Linked DNA regions of Macaca mulatta: region 2 is linked to region 1. Evidence: chromatin contacts called from public Hi-C data. All regions are on one chromosome and are shown on one strand. The core of a region is the stretch at or near the end of the contact, and the rest is flanking DNA. Distances in the headings are between cores, read along the strand shown. Region 1 holds the start of LOC144329613 (a long non-coding RNA gene). Region 2 has its middle 24 kb from the start of HNRNPH1.

What was found. A called contact is a pair of places that touch in the nucleus more often than the background predicts.
Region 2: a contact with region 1 is called in a Hi-C map of sperm, with 8 times the contacts expected there. The contact joins two enhancer-like sites. A contact is called at or near these places in 6 of 14 Hi-C or Micro-C datasets (CD4 T cells, fetal cortex germinal zone, fetal cortical plate and 3 more).

What each region holds. Positions count from the first base shown.
Region 1 is chr6:188,492,002-188,498,724 of T2T-MMU8v2.0, reverse strand. LOC144329613 (a long non-coding RNA gene) reads left to right here and starts at 43. Exons shown (of 3, transcript XR_013395041.1): 1 at 43-1,144; 2 at 1,320-2,895. Within about 2 kb of position 4,249, at least 3 of the 40 cell types and tissues checked have an H3K27ac peak or open chromatin away from gene starts, as enhancers often do.
Region 2 is chr6:188,606,175-188,612,925 of T2T-MMU8v2.0, reverse strand. No RefSeq gene overlaps it. Among named protein-coding and RNA genes, the nearest start is that of HNRNPH1, 24 kb to the right of the region's middle. Within about 2 kb of position 4,040, at least 2 of the 40 cell types and tissues checked have an H3K27ac peak or open chromatin away from gene starts, as enhancers often do.

The sequences.
Region 1 (6,723 bases), core at 3,000-5,499:
TTTTTGTATTTTTAGTAGAAACGGTTTCACCATGTTGGCCAGGCTGGTCTCAAACTCCTGATGTCAAGTGATCCGCCCACCTCTGCCTCCCAAAGGGCTGGGATTACAGGCATGAGCCACCGTGCCCCACCTGGACTCAATTTTTAACACATTTTTAACACTAGCTTTTGTGCTAATAAATTAAATTATGGATGGAAACTGAGGCCCTCAGAGATGCCATCGGCTTTGATCCCTTGCTGCTATTCAAAGATCTCGATGTTACCGGAGATTCCCTGGGGCAGCCGGACATGCCTGCGTTGAGGAAGCGTCCACTCACACGCCGTGGGAACGTTGTAGATTTTACTGTGATGCAAACACTCCCTGTGAGGCTCCCGGTGCCCAGGGCCCATTGTTGGGTGCTTTGGAGGGTGGGAGGTGGAGGCGTTTCCGTTTTGCTTGGGAGATCAGCATCCCCCTTTCTTTCTCCTTTTCCTCTGGGCTGCTGCTCAGATGGTGAGAGCACAGTGCTGATGAGGTGGGCCCTGGGGTGGAACCCACGGCCCCCTCTGACTTCCAGGAGACCTGGCCAGCTGCAGTGGCCCCCGCGGACCAGCAGAGGGACAAGAGAGGAGCTGACGTGGAGGAGCCGAGGCCCACTGGGGGCTCCGGGAGAGTCCGTCTGCCTGTGGACAGCAGCTCAGGGCTTCAGTTGCTTCCGGAGAGGAAACACCGCTCCCTAGACTGAGGCATCATTCTGGTTAAAAAAAAAAAAAAAGTTGAGTTTTTTCACCTTCGTGTAAATTTTTGTTTGTAACAATATGTTAGTTGTGACAGTTACCACTATTTTTTTTTTTGAAATTATTTTTAGAGATGAGCTTTCGCTATGTTGCCCAGGCTGGTCTCAGACTCCTGGCCCCAGTGATCCTCCCACCTTGGCCTCCCAAAGTGCTGGGACTACAGGTGTGAGCCGTGGCAGCTGGCCTGTTTTTCTTTATTACCACAGATATTATATGGAGCCTTAAAGCCTCCTGGAGTGAGAGCTAGTTCATAACCACGCTGTTTGGAGAGAAGAGAACTACCTGGAATTCTTGTTCTCCAAAGATGTGGAATTAGGAATTATCATCCCAACAACAGCCGTCCCTCGCTCTGTCCTGAGGAGCCTCAGGTGTGGCCCATCCACCCCCTCAGTGTTTTCCTCTGTCCTGGGGACCCTCAGGTGTGGCCCATCCACCCCCGCAGTGTTTCCCTCTGTCCTGGGGACCCTCAGGTGTGGCCCATCCACCCCCTCAGTGTTTTTCCTCCCGCGTTCTCTATGTTTTGTTTCCAATCTTCCCATACAGGTGGAGAGAGGAGGGGATCCCATTGCCTGTGAGGAGGACACGGCTCCTGGGTGGGCCCTGCAGATTGTGAAGTTCAAGTCACAGCTCCTGGGAAGGTCTCTGTGTGTCAAGATCGTGGGGGCAAGACAGATGCAGGGACCACACTGTGCCCTGCTCTGTACCTCTGAGTGTTGATCCAGCTGCCTTGTGACCAGGACACTTAGAAGAACCGTAGATCCTGCAAGAGGGCAGGTTTGGAGAGCGAGATGAGCATGCCTGAGGGATTAAAGTGTAACTTGAACCACTGCCTTGCAAACTGCGTGAGGGTGTGCAGGTGTGTGTGTGCTGGGAGGATGTTTAGCAGCCTCATGGAGGGGTAACTGACATACGAGAGAACAAGGCTGGGCGTGGTGGCTCACGCCTGTAATTCCAGCACTTTGGGAGGCCGAGGTGGGTGGATCACCTGAGGTCAGGAGTTTGAGACCAGCCTGACCAACATGGTGAAACCCCATCTCTACTAAAACTACAAAAAATTAGCCAGGTGTGGTGGTGGGTGCCTGCCGAGATTGTGCCACTGCACTCCAGCCTGGGCAACAGGAGTGAAACTCCGTCTCAAAAAAAATTTTTTTTTGATCAATTTTGACACACATACGCACCTGCAAAACCATGAGCATAGTGAAGACCAGGAGCAGCACTACTCCCCAAGCTTCCTTGTGCTTCTTTGGAATCCCTCCCTACAGCCCCTCCCACCCCACCCCACCCCATCCCACCCCATCCCATCCCATCCCATCCCAAGCAGCCACTGATTTGCTTTCTGTCACAGTCAGTAGATTTGCAATTTCCTTAATACCATTTCTGAGCCCAGGAGGCAAATACTTTCTTCTTATTGGGTGGACCTTTCATCGCATATTTAAGCTTTTGAATTCAGCGGGTGAGAGAATGAGAAAGAAAAGGCTGGTCTGGGTCACTCCTGGGAGGCCTGGCCCTAACCACAGTGTGGCTCACGTGCCCCGGAGCCGCTGTGCACAGGACAGCCCTGACTGCCCTTCTACAAGCTTTGTAGCTCCCCCATTACCTTTCCTGGACCAGCTGGGACAATCTCAAACTTTTCACCAATTCTGACATCTAAACAACTCATGCCAGAGACAGGCGCTGTGGAACCAGCAGGTGCGACCTCAGCTCCGGTCCCCGGAACACTGAGCTGTTAAATGAAAGGTGCGTCCTTCCTTCTCCCTTCCCAGGGAGAATGCTCTGCTCGTCTTCCTGCTGGATCCCTCCTCTACCTGCTTCTCTCCCACCTCCTGCAGCCCCTGGAGCCCCATGGCAATGCAGGCAGACTCATCTGTACCCTCATTCTGTTTGCAGAACCACATCTCTGAGCTAGCTCTGCCCAAGGACACCACACCTTCTCCATTCCTCATGCCCTGTCCCTGTGGGGTGCAGGTGAGGCTGGGATGGGGCACCCGCCTGGCCCACAGTGGCATCAGGCTCACTCTCTCTAATGCAGGAAGCGTTTCAGATGCCGGGAGCCATGGAAATTGTCCTCATCCCAATCATCTGGCTTGGCAAATGATGATGAAGACAGTTTTCCCTCAAGGTAGGTGTAGCCTCTGTGACAGTGCCTTGTTTATTTTCTAGCACAAAATCGGCATTAGAACAGTGGGACTTTGTAGGCATATGGAGATTTTTAAGGTTTCTTAGGAGGCAGGTAAAAATTTCCTCAATAAGACAAACAGAACACTATCCCAAAAGAAAATGATTGATACATTGGGTGATAGTAAAATTAAGAGTTTTTTCGTCATTAAGAGAGTAAAAAGATGGGGCCAGGTGTGGTGGCTCATGCTGTAATCCTAGCACTTTGGGAGGCCAAGGTGGGAGGATCACTTGAGGTCAGGAGTTAGAGAACAGCCTGAGCAACTTAGCAAGACCTTTTCTCTACAAAAAATGAAAAATTAGCTGGGCGTGGTGGTGCATGCCTGTGGTCCCAGATACCTGGGAGGCTGAGGCAGGAGGATCACTTGAGCCTGGGAGATTGAGGCTGCAGTGAGCCATGATTGTGCCACTGCACTCCAGCTGGGGTGACAGGGTGAGACTCTGTCTCTTAAAAAAAAGAGGCGGGAATGGAGGAGGGTGAATCACAGGTAGAGTATAAAGAGAATTCCTGTACATTAATAAGAAAAATGCATGCAGGGCTTAATACCTAGATGACGGGTTGACAAGTGCAGCAAACCACCATGGCACATGTTTACCTGTGCAACAAACCTGCACGTTCTGTACATGTGTCCCAGAACTTAAAGTAAAATTTTTTTAAAAATTAAAAAAGCTGGCAGACCAATAGGACAATGGGTGAAAGAAATAAAGAGGGACAAAAAAGGGAAGGAGGAGGGAGGAAGGGAGAGGAAAGAACAAATGAACAGCCAAAGGGCCAAAAAGCATATAAAACATGCTCAACCTCATAAGCTATCAAATTTAAACCACAGTGAGAAACCAATATTACACCTACCAGAATGGCTAAAATTAAAAACACTGTTGATACCAAGTTTGGGCAAGAATGTGAAGTAACTGAAACTTCATATGCTGCTTTTGGGAATGTAAAATAGCACAACTACTTTGGAAAACCCTTGGGTAATACCTACTAAAGGAGACCGCACCTGTGATCCCCACATTCCACTCCTATGCATAGACCCAAAAGAATTGTGCACTGTACATGTGTTCACCAAATTATGTGCACTAGAGTGTTTGTATCAGCACAATTCACAGTAGCCCCAACTTCCAACAGGAGAATGGATAAGTACCTCTCAGTATATTTATAGAGTAAAATTCTTACAGCACTGAAAATGGATGAACAGCTGCCATGCACAGTTGGTGAATCTCAGCAACATAATGCTGAGCAGAAGAAGCCAGACACAAATGAATGCGTACTGCACGATTCTGTTTCTGTGACGCTCTAAAACAAGCAAAAGAAACATCTGGTGAGAAGTCAGGATAGCAATTATCTTAGTGCTCTGGGGGAGGGTGGCTCTGGTAATATTCTATTTCTTGATCTGAGGGCTGGCGTTCAGACGTATTCACTCTACGATAATTTACCAAGCTGCCCTCTGGGGATTGGTGGTTTCTCTGTATGAATATTATACTTCAATTAAAAAAAATAGTCCCCAGCACTTTGGGAGGCTGAGACGGGAGGATCACGAGGTCAAGAGATCGAGACCATCCTGGCTAACATGGTGAAACCCCGTCTCTACTAAAAAATACAAAAAACTAGCCAGGTGAGGTGGTGGGCGCCTGTAGTCCCAGCTACTCCGGAGGCTGAGGCAGGAGAATGGCATAAACCCGGGAGGCGGAGCTTGCAGTGAGCTGAGATCCTGCCACTGCACTCCAGCCTGGGCGACAGAGCGAGACTGTCTCAAAAAAAAAAAAAAAAAAAAAAGTCAACAAGAAAAACCTAACAATCAAATTAAGAAATGAGCAAGGCCAGGCACGGTGGCTCACACCTGTAATCCCAGCACTTTGGGAGGCTGAGGCAGGCAGATCACCTAAGGTCAGGCGTTCGAGACCAGTCTGGCCAACATGGTGAAACCCTGTCTCTACTAAAAATATAAAAATTGGCCGGGTGTGGTGGCATGTGCCTGTAGTCCCAGCTACTTGGAAGGCTAAGGCAGGAGAATCACTTGAACCCAGGAGGTGGAGGTTGCAGTGAGCCGAGATCACGCCATTGCACTCCATCCTGGGTGACAGAGCAAGACTGTCTTAAAAAAAAAAAAAATGAGCAAAGGACTTGAATAGACATTTCTCCATACTCAGCATCACTAATCATTAGGGAGATGGAAATGACAACAAGATACCATTTCACTCCTGCTACATTGACTAGTATCAAAGAAAACCCAGAAAATAACAAATGTCGGTGAGGATGTGGAGAAACTGGAAACCGTTGTGCACTGCTGGTGGAATGTAAAACAGTGCCACCCATCTAGGAAACAGTATGGCAGTTCCTCGAGAAATTATACCGCTCCAGCAATTCCACTTCTGGGTATATATCCCCCCAAAATTGAAAGCAAGGAAATAAAGAGACACTCACCCACCCCTGTTGATAGCGGTGTTGTTCACAATAGATAAAAGGTGGGAGCAGCTCGGCCGGGCGTGATGGCTCACACCTGTAATCCCAGCACTTTGGGAGGCTGAGGTGAGCAGATCACGAGGTCAGGAGTTTGAGACCAGTCTGACCAACATGGTGAAACCCCGTCTCTACTAAAAATACAAAAAAATGTCCAGGCGCAGTGGCTCATGCCTGTAATCCCAACACTTTGCGGGGGCCAAGACAGGCAGATCACCTGAGGTCAGGAGTTTGAGACTCGCCTGGCCAGCATGGTGAAACCCTGTCTCTACTAATAAGGAAGGAGACCACTACTACTCCTGCTGCTCTCCTCCCCCGCACCTTGCCTAGTTCACAAGACAGGAGGAAGGAGAGAAAGAAACAAAAGAAAGATAAATAGCCAGACAACCTTGGCACCACCACCCGGCCCTAGGAGTTAAACAAAATAATAACATCAACCCCTGGCCTAAACTACTTGTGTTATCTGTAAATTCCAGACACTGTATGAAAAAAGCATTGTAAAACTTTCTGTTCTGTTAGCTGATGCATGTAGCCCCCAGTCACGTTTCCCACGCTTGCTTGATTTACCACGACCCTTTCACGTGGATCCCTTAAAGTTGTAAGCCTTTAAAAAGACCAAGTATTTCTTTCTCGGGGAGCTCGGCTCTTAAGATGCGAGTCTGCCGACGCTCCTGGCCAAATAAAAAACCTCTTCCTTCTTTAATCCGGTGTCTGAGGAGTTTTGTCTGCGGCTCGTCGTGCTACATTTCTTGGTTCCCTGACTGGGAAGCGAGGTGATTAAGGGATGGTCGAGGCAGCCCCTTAGGCAGCTTATGCCTGCCCTGTAGAGCACCCCTGCGGGGGACTCTGGCCAGCTTGAGCGATGCGGATCCAGAGAGCTCTCCCGGGTAGGCATTTGCCCCGGTGGAATGCCTCCTCAGAGCAGTGCACAGCAGGCCCCCGTGGAGATTCAAGGCAGTGGCTGAACACCGGGAAGGAACTGGCACTCTAAGTCCGGACATCTGAAACTTGCTAAAACTGGTCTTTGGAACTCGCCCACTCCATTTGAGTGGGCGTGCCTGTACCGGCACTTTGGTTTTTGTTTTTGACTTGACTTGAATTAATTGCTTGATACTTTGGTTTTTGTTTTTGACTTGACTTGAATTAATTGCTTGATACTTTGGTTTTAATTTTGACTTGAATTGCTTGATAAACAGACGTGCCTTTATTGGCACTTTTGTTTTGGTTCTGATTTTGACTTGGCTTAAATTGCTTGACGAACAGGTGTGCCTTTAACAACACTTTGGTTTTAGTTTTGATTTTAATTTAGTGTAA
Region 2 (6,751 bases), core at 2,791-5,290, 110 kb before region 1:
TGAAATATGGTCATGAGTATCCTCTAGTGCACTGTCGGCTTATATTCTGTTTCTAGTGCAACAGATGTTTAATCATCAGAACAATGGACCAACTAGGAAAGATTTCCACAGAAAATACATTACAGAGCAGTGTACCCTTTTAAACAGGGTTAAACTAAATGATCATGTCTTTTCACTTAATGTGGTTTGGGGTAGCCACAATGTCTGAAAACAGACAACTGTCCATAATAAATAGCTTATTGTTATGACATGTTTTTTTGTTTTGTTTTGTTTTTGTTTTTTTTTGAGACGGAGTCTCGCTGTGTCACCCAGGCTGGAGTGCAGGGGCTGGATCTCAGCTCACTGCAAGCTCCACCTCCTGGGTTTGCACCATTCTCCTGCCTTAGCCTCCCGAGTAGCTGGGACTACAGGTGCCTACCACCATGCCCGGCTAGTTTTTTTTGTATTCTTTTAGTAGAGACGGGGTTTCACCATGTTAGCCAGGATGGTCTCGATCTCCTGACCTCGTGATCCACCCGTCTCGGCCTCCCAAAGTGCTGGGATTACAGGCTTGAGCCACCGCGCCCGGCCAGCTGTTATGACATGTTTAATGCGCTGTCCCTCACTAGGAATTCTTAGTTCAATAGGTTGTGCAAAACTGCAGTGCACGGTGTGCACTAAAGCAACGTTCCCAGCATCTGCTGCACCTGTGTCCACCATACATGGCTGCAGATGATTTATGTGTCCAACTTCCAGGGTGTAAATTTATGCCTTTATCAATATTTCCAGACTTCTTTTTTTTTGGAGACACAGTCTCACACGAAGGCTGGAGTGCAGTGGTGCGGCACCGCTTATTGTAGCCTTGACCTCCCGGGCTCAAACGATCCTCCCGCCTCAGTCCCCAGAGTAGCTGGGACAGACAGGTCTGTGCCGCCAGGCCTGGCTAATTGCTGCCTTTTTTTTTTTTTTTTTTTTTTGGTGAAGATTGTATTGCCAAGGCTGGTCTTGAACTCCCGGCCTCAAGTGATCCTCCCACCTCAGCCTCCCAGAGTGTGGGATTACAGGCATGAGCCACCATGTCTGGCCTTGGTTTTGAACTAGATTTTTATTTAAAATAGGTTTCACACTGGCCGGGTGCAGTGGCTCATGACTATAATCCCAGCACTTTGAGAGGCTGAGGCGGAAGGATCACGAGGTCAGGAGATCAAGACCATCCTGGCTAACACGGTGAAACCCCTTCTCTACTAAAAATACAAAAAATTAGTCGGGCATGGTGGCAAGCACCTGTAGTCCCAGCTACTCAGGAGGCTGAGGCAGGAGAATGGCGTGAACCCGGGAGGCAGAGATTGCAGTGAGCTAAGATGGCCGCACCGTACTCCAGCCTGGGCGACAGAGCGAGACTTCATCTGGGAAAAAAAAAAAAAAGGTTTCACACTGATTTCAATAAATCAGGCATTCCAGAACACAATGTTTAGGGTGGCAATTATATGTTGACTTCTTAATACTCACAAGCGATAAAGATCTTTTCCAAATAAGCAAAAAAAGTAGTCATTGTGCAATATTAGCCTCTAAGAGCAATTTCCTTTTATAGACTACAATATTACTGACAGTTTCACGCATTCTTGCTTTATAAAGAACTCCATGGGAAGAAATCTCCCCCGTCTTTCCCAGTAGACACAGCTACGTTTTCTGTCACCTGCAAACCACTGTCGCAGTACAGCGTGTCCAGAGCCAGAGAACGAAGGGGTTTCACAATTGCTTCCCCATGTGTGCCATGAGCTTGGTCAGATTTGAAACCATTCCCGTGACAGGATCAAGCTTTATAATTGTGACCCTGCCATATGGATGGTTTGCATTTTCCGAACAGGAGAGAGTGTCCTGGGTTACTCAGAGGTGTGCCATGGCGCCCTCCCTTGGCCGTTTTATAATAACCAGAACAGTCCATCTGCCCATGGACACACATTCCAAGCTCTCCACAGCCCGGTACCACCCTTATGCAAAGGATATGGATGGAACTCACATTCAGAAAGCTAGAAAATAAGGCTGTGCCAGGCACAGTAGATGAGCAATGAGAAGATGCTAATGTCTTTTCTAGAAGTATGAGTGATCCAGCTCTTTGGTTCTGAGCATTTCTGCGCTTTAGCGTTTCTCTCCCTCATTCACAGTAAAGACATCGGCAGTTCTTCCCTCCTCCTGAGATCAGAAACTGGAACGGCCACCACCTGCTCCCTGATGTTTTCACGATCTCTGCCATTTGTTACAATGACCACTTAGCCAGACATCTCGGTGCACGGATCCCCCTTAAACTGTAGAAGCAAGACCAGCCCACCACCCTTCCTTTTTAGTCCTGCCATAATTTGATGCTAGTAACACTTTGCCTACCTACTTCCAATGGTAACAAATATTTTGCAGAATGCGCAAGTTTATTCTGTAGATTGTGGTCCCTGAAGTGAGAGAAACTCTCCACCTACCAGATCTGTGACTTAGGTAACTCACTCAGTGTCTCCAAACTTAATTTCCTTGATATGGAAAATGGGGATGGAAGTTAAGAACATTGCAGGAAAGGGGACATGAGTTATAATATAAACTCTTTGCATGGTTCCTATTGGATCATTTTGCTATTATTATTGCTTGTATTTTTGTCACATTATAACCAACTTAGTTTTACCTGTTACAGTACACACAATTGGGGTTTTCTTAAAGAATTAATCAATTTAATTTATTAGCACAAAAGCTAGTGTTAAAAATTGAGTTCCAGCGGGGCACGGTGGCTCACGCCTATAATCCCAGCCCTTCGGGAGGCTGAGGCGGGCAGATCACTTGAGATCAGGAGTTTGAGACCAGCCTGGCCAACATGGTGAAACCGTTTCTACTAAAAATACAAACAATAGCCAGGTGTGGTGGCTCGTGCCTGTAGTCCCAGCTACTCAGGAGGCTGAGACAGGAAAATTGCTTGAACTGGGAGGCAGAGGTTGCAGTGAGCCAAGATGGCGCCACTGCACTCCAGCCTGGGCAACAGAGACTCTGTCTAAAAAAAAAAAAAAAAAAAAAAAAGTCCCATCTGAGAAAATAAACTGAATATTTAAATAAATTTCAAATCTTTTTTGCCACATGGTATTTAGGGGTTTCTACTAACTGACTTGGATGTTAAAGGGCTGTTTTTGTGATCTCAAAGCCATTGCCGCTTACTTTGAACAAGCTGGACTTCTGGGGTACTTCAGAGCCAACAGTTTTCTCCCTGCAGCCTGCTCCTTGCTGCTGGTTCCGAGTCCCTGAATGAAATCTGGGATCTTCATGGCTTACCTACTTACGTTCAGGAAAAAAAACGAAAAAAGAAAAAAAAAATCCTCCAGTCATCTCCAACAACAAGAGGTCTGATTTCAGTCATTAAACTGTGCAGTGTGATATCATAGCCAAATGGCCACACTGCATTGGAGAGCCAAGCATCCCCTTCCAGAACAGCCTGCCTGGGCGCGGGCCACTATGCCTGGCTAATTTTTGTATTTGTAGTAGAGACGGGGTTTACAGGCATGAGCCATCGTGCCGGGCTGCTTTTCTTTTTCAAAGAAGGTTTTCTTTATTTTCGCAATATCATTACTTGCACTATTGACAAGTACCAAATGCACACTGTATAACTACATCAAACCCATCCACCTAACAGCCCAATTCAATGTATTCGACTGTTCAGAGCCCTGAATGACATCTTGATAAAGCACCAAAAGTTGTTTCCATAAAGATCTTCAAGGTGTTTGAGCGCATCTTGCCAGACGCCCATAAAGGAAGCTGACTCTCACTGGGTTCCAGGAATTACGTGGTTACATCCAGAACAGCCAAATACCTGTGGAAAACCAATTAACTATGCTCCTCAGTTTACCCTGGAGGATGGTGGGGGGTGACGCAAAAGTTTGCTTGGAGCCTGCTTCAAGTTCCAACTTCCTTGTAGTCCTATTACAATTTAAAACGCGCTAAAATCCACGCTTGTGCATGACATTCGTGTTTCTTCAGAACACGAGGCTAAGATAACATGGATATGACGGGATGATGGGCTGTTCACAGAGAAATCCCCGTCCAGGGCACACTCAGGCCTGGCGCCTGGCCTGGCCTCCCCTGACAGGAGGAAGGTTTCTCTGGGGGGTCCAAGGCGGCACAGGGGACCCACGGCGAGGAGCCTCTGGGGGGCTCAGCGAACCCAGCGTCCACTCAAGCTCGTCCCGCGCCTGCAATCCACGCGGTGCCGGGTGGGTGCGCGGGAGCCACATCAAAGTCCCCGCACCCCGCCAAGTGCCTGGGACCCCACCGCTGTCGAGGTCTACAGAGCGGGTTTCTTGCAAATCGCATCCTTCAGCTGGAGGACCCCAGAAAGGCAGCGCTCCCGTCCAGAGTGTGCTGGTCCCGGACGCAGACCCGCTCCCGAACGCCCTGGGGTCGCGGCCTAAGGCCTGGGCATGGTAGGAGCCTGGTTTCCTCACCGCGGTGCTCACAGTCGCTGCCTCTTCCCCGGGCGCCCGGTCTGAGGCCGCCGGGTCTGTGGACGCGGATCCGAGGCGGAGCTTCCCCAGGGTGGTCTCGGCTCCCAAGTCGCTCCTGAGGAGTCTTCTGCGTCCCGCCCTTTGTCCGCGCTGGTCTCATTCCACCTGCCCGCGGCCTTCAGGAGGGGCGGCTCTCTCCGGCTGCGGCGGCCCGGCGCTCGCCCCCCTCGCCCCGAGTCCCCGCTCGCCCCGCCTCGCCCCCATCGCCGTCCTCGCCCCTCTCGCCCCGCCTCGCCCCCCTCGCCCTCCTCCGGCTTCCCGCCCCTCCCCGGGGCTCTGCGCTGGCGTCCGAGGCGCCCTCTCCGGGGACCACGGGCGGGCGCTCCGCAGCTGCAGTCCGGGCTGCCTTCACCGGGCGAGGCCGGGCGAGGAGCTGGGCCCAGAGGTATGTTTGAAACGATTCGCGTATGTGAATCTACTTTTTGAATTGTAAATTGTATGAAACCTAAATACAAATCATGTATTTCTTATGAAAATTTCCTGTCTGAATTAGGAAGTGCTATCAATACAAAATATCAGATTTCAAAAACGTAGTGCAGGCCGGGCGCGGTGGCTCAAGCCTGTCATCCCAGCACTTTGGGAGGCCGAGACGGGCGGATCACGAGGTCAGGAGATCGAGACCATCCTGGCTAACACGGTGAAACCCCGTCTCTACTAAAAAATACAAAAAACTAGCCGGGCGAGGTGGCGGCGCCTGTAGTCCGAGCTACTCGGGAGGCTGAGGCAGGAGAATGGTGTAAACCCGGGAGGCGGAGCTTGCAGTGAGCTGAGATCCGGCCACTGCACCCCAGCCTGGGCGACAGAGCGAGACTCCGTCTCAAAAAAAAAAAAAAAAAAAAAAAAGTAGTGCAAAAATAGAAGGTGAAATATTTCATTCGTGTTTATGTTGATAACATGTTGAAATGACACTACTTTGGACATACTGAATTAAATATATTAAAATTCATTTCACATATTTATTTATTTATTTGAGACGGAGTCTCGCTCTGTGGCCCAGGCTGGAGTCAGTGGCGCGATCTCGGCTCACTGCAAGCTCCGCCTCCCGGGTTCCCGCCGTTCTCCTGCCTCAGCCTCCCGAGTAGCTGGGACTACAGGCGCCGCCACCTCGCCCGGCTAATTTTTTGTATTTTTAGTAGAGACGGGGTTTCACCGTGTTAGCCAGGATGGTCTCGATCTCCTGATCTTGTGACCCGCCCGTATATATGTATATACACACGTATATTTTATTTTATTTTAATAGGAATGAGATCTCACTATGTTACCCAGGCTGGTCTCCAACTCCCGAACTCAAGTGATCCTCCTGCTTCAGACTCTCAAAGTCCTGGGAAGAATTTTTCAACATCAAAAAAATCTATTAACGTGAGCTACCACATTAAAAAGAAAAAAATCATATAATTATCTCAGTCTGTTCAGAAAGAAATTTGATAGGATTCAAAACCTACTTATGATTTTTTCCCTCTTAGCCAATTAAGACTGGAAGAAACTTTCACAACTAGTAAATTTCATATACCAAAACCTTACATCAAAATTTTACTTGGTAAAGAAAATTGCAAAGATCCTTAATTAACTAATCTTTTAAGGTCATGATTAATTAGCACAAAAATACTCTGTAATCTCCTATGGTTTAACACAGAAATACATTGTCCTAGTCAATGCCCTAGGGAAAGAAAAGGAAAGATGTAAGGATTGGAAGGTGAGAATAAATTGCCATCATTTGAAGATGATATCACCATCTACCTAGAAAGAAACCGCTGGCTGGGCACAGTGGCTCATGACTCTAATCCCAGCACTTTGGGAGGCAGAGGCGGAGGTCAGAAGTTCGAGATCAGCCTGGCCAATATAGTGAAACCCAGTCTCTTGCTACTAAAAATACAAAAATTAGCTGGGCGTGGTGCCGCATGCCTATAATCTCAGCTATTCAAGAGATGAGGCAGGAGAATCACTTGAACCTGGGAGGCAGAGGTTGCAGTGAGCTGAGATCATGCCACTGCACTCCAATCTGGGGGACAGAGTGAGACTCTCTCAAAAAAAAAAAAAAAAAAAAAGAAAAAAAGAAACCAGCTGGGTGTGGTGGCTCATGCCTGTAACCCCAGCACTTTGGGAGGCCGAGGTGGGCAGATCACTTGACGTCAGAAGTTCAAAACCAGCCTGGCCAACATAGTGAATCCCCGTCTCTACTAAAAATATTGTGAAAACTAGCTGGGCATGGCGGCAGGTGCCTGTAATCCCACCTACTTGGAGGC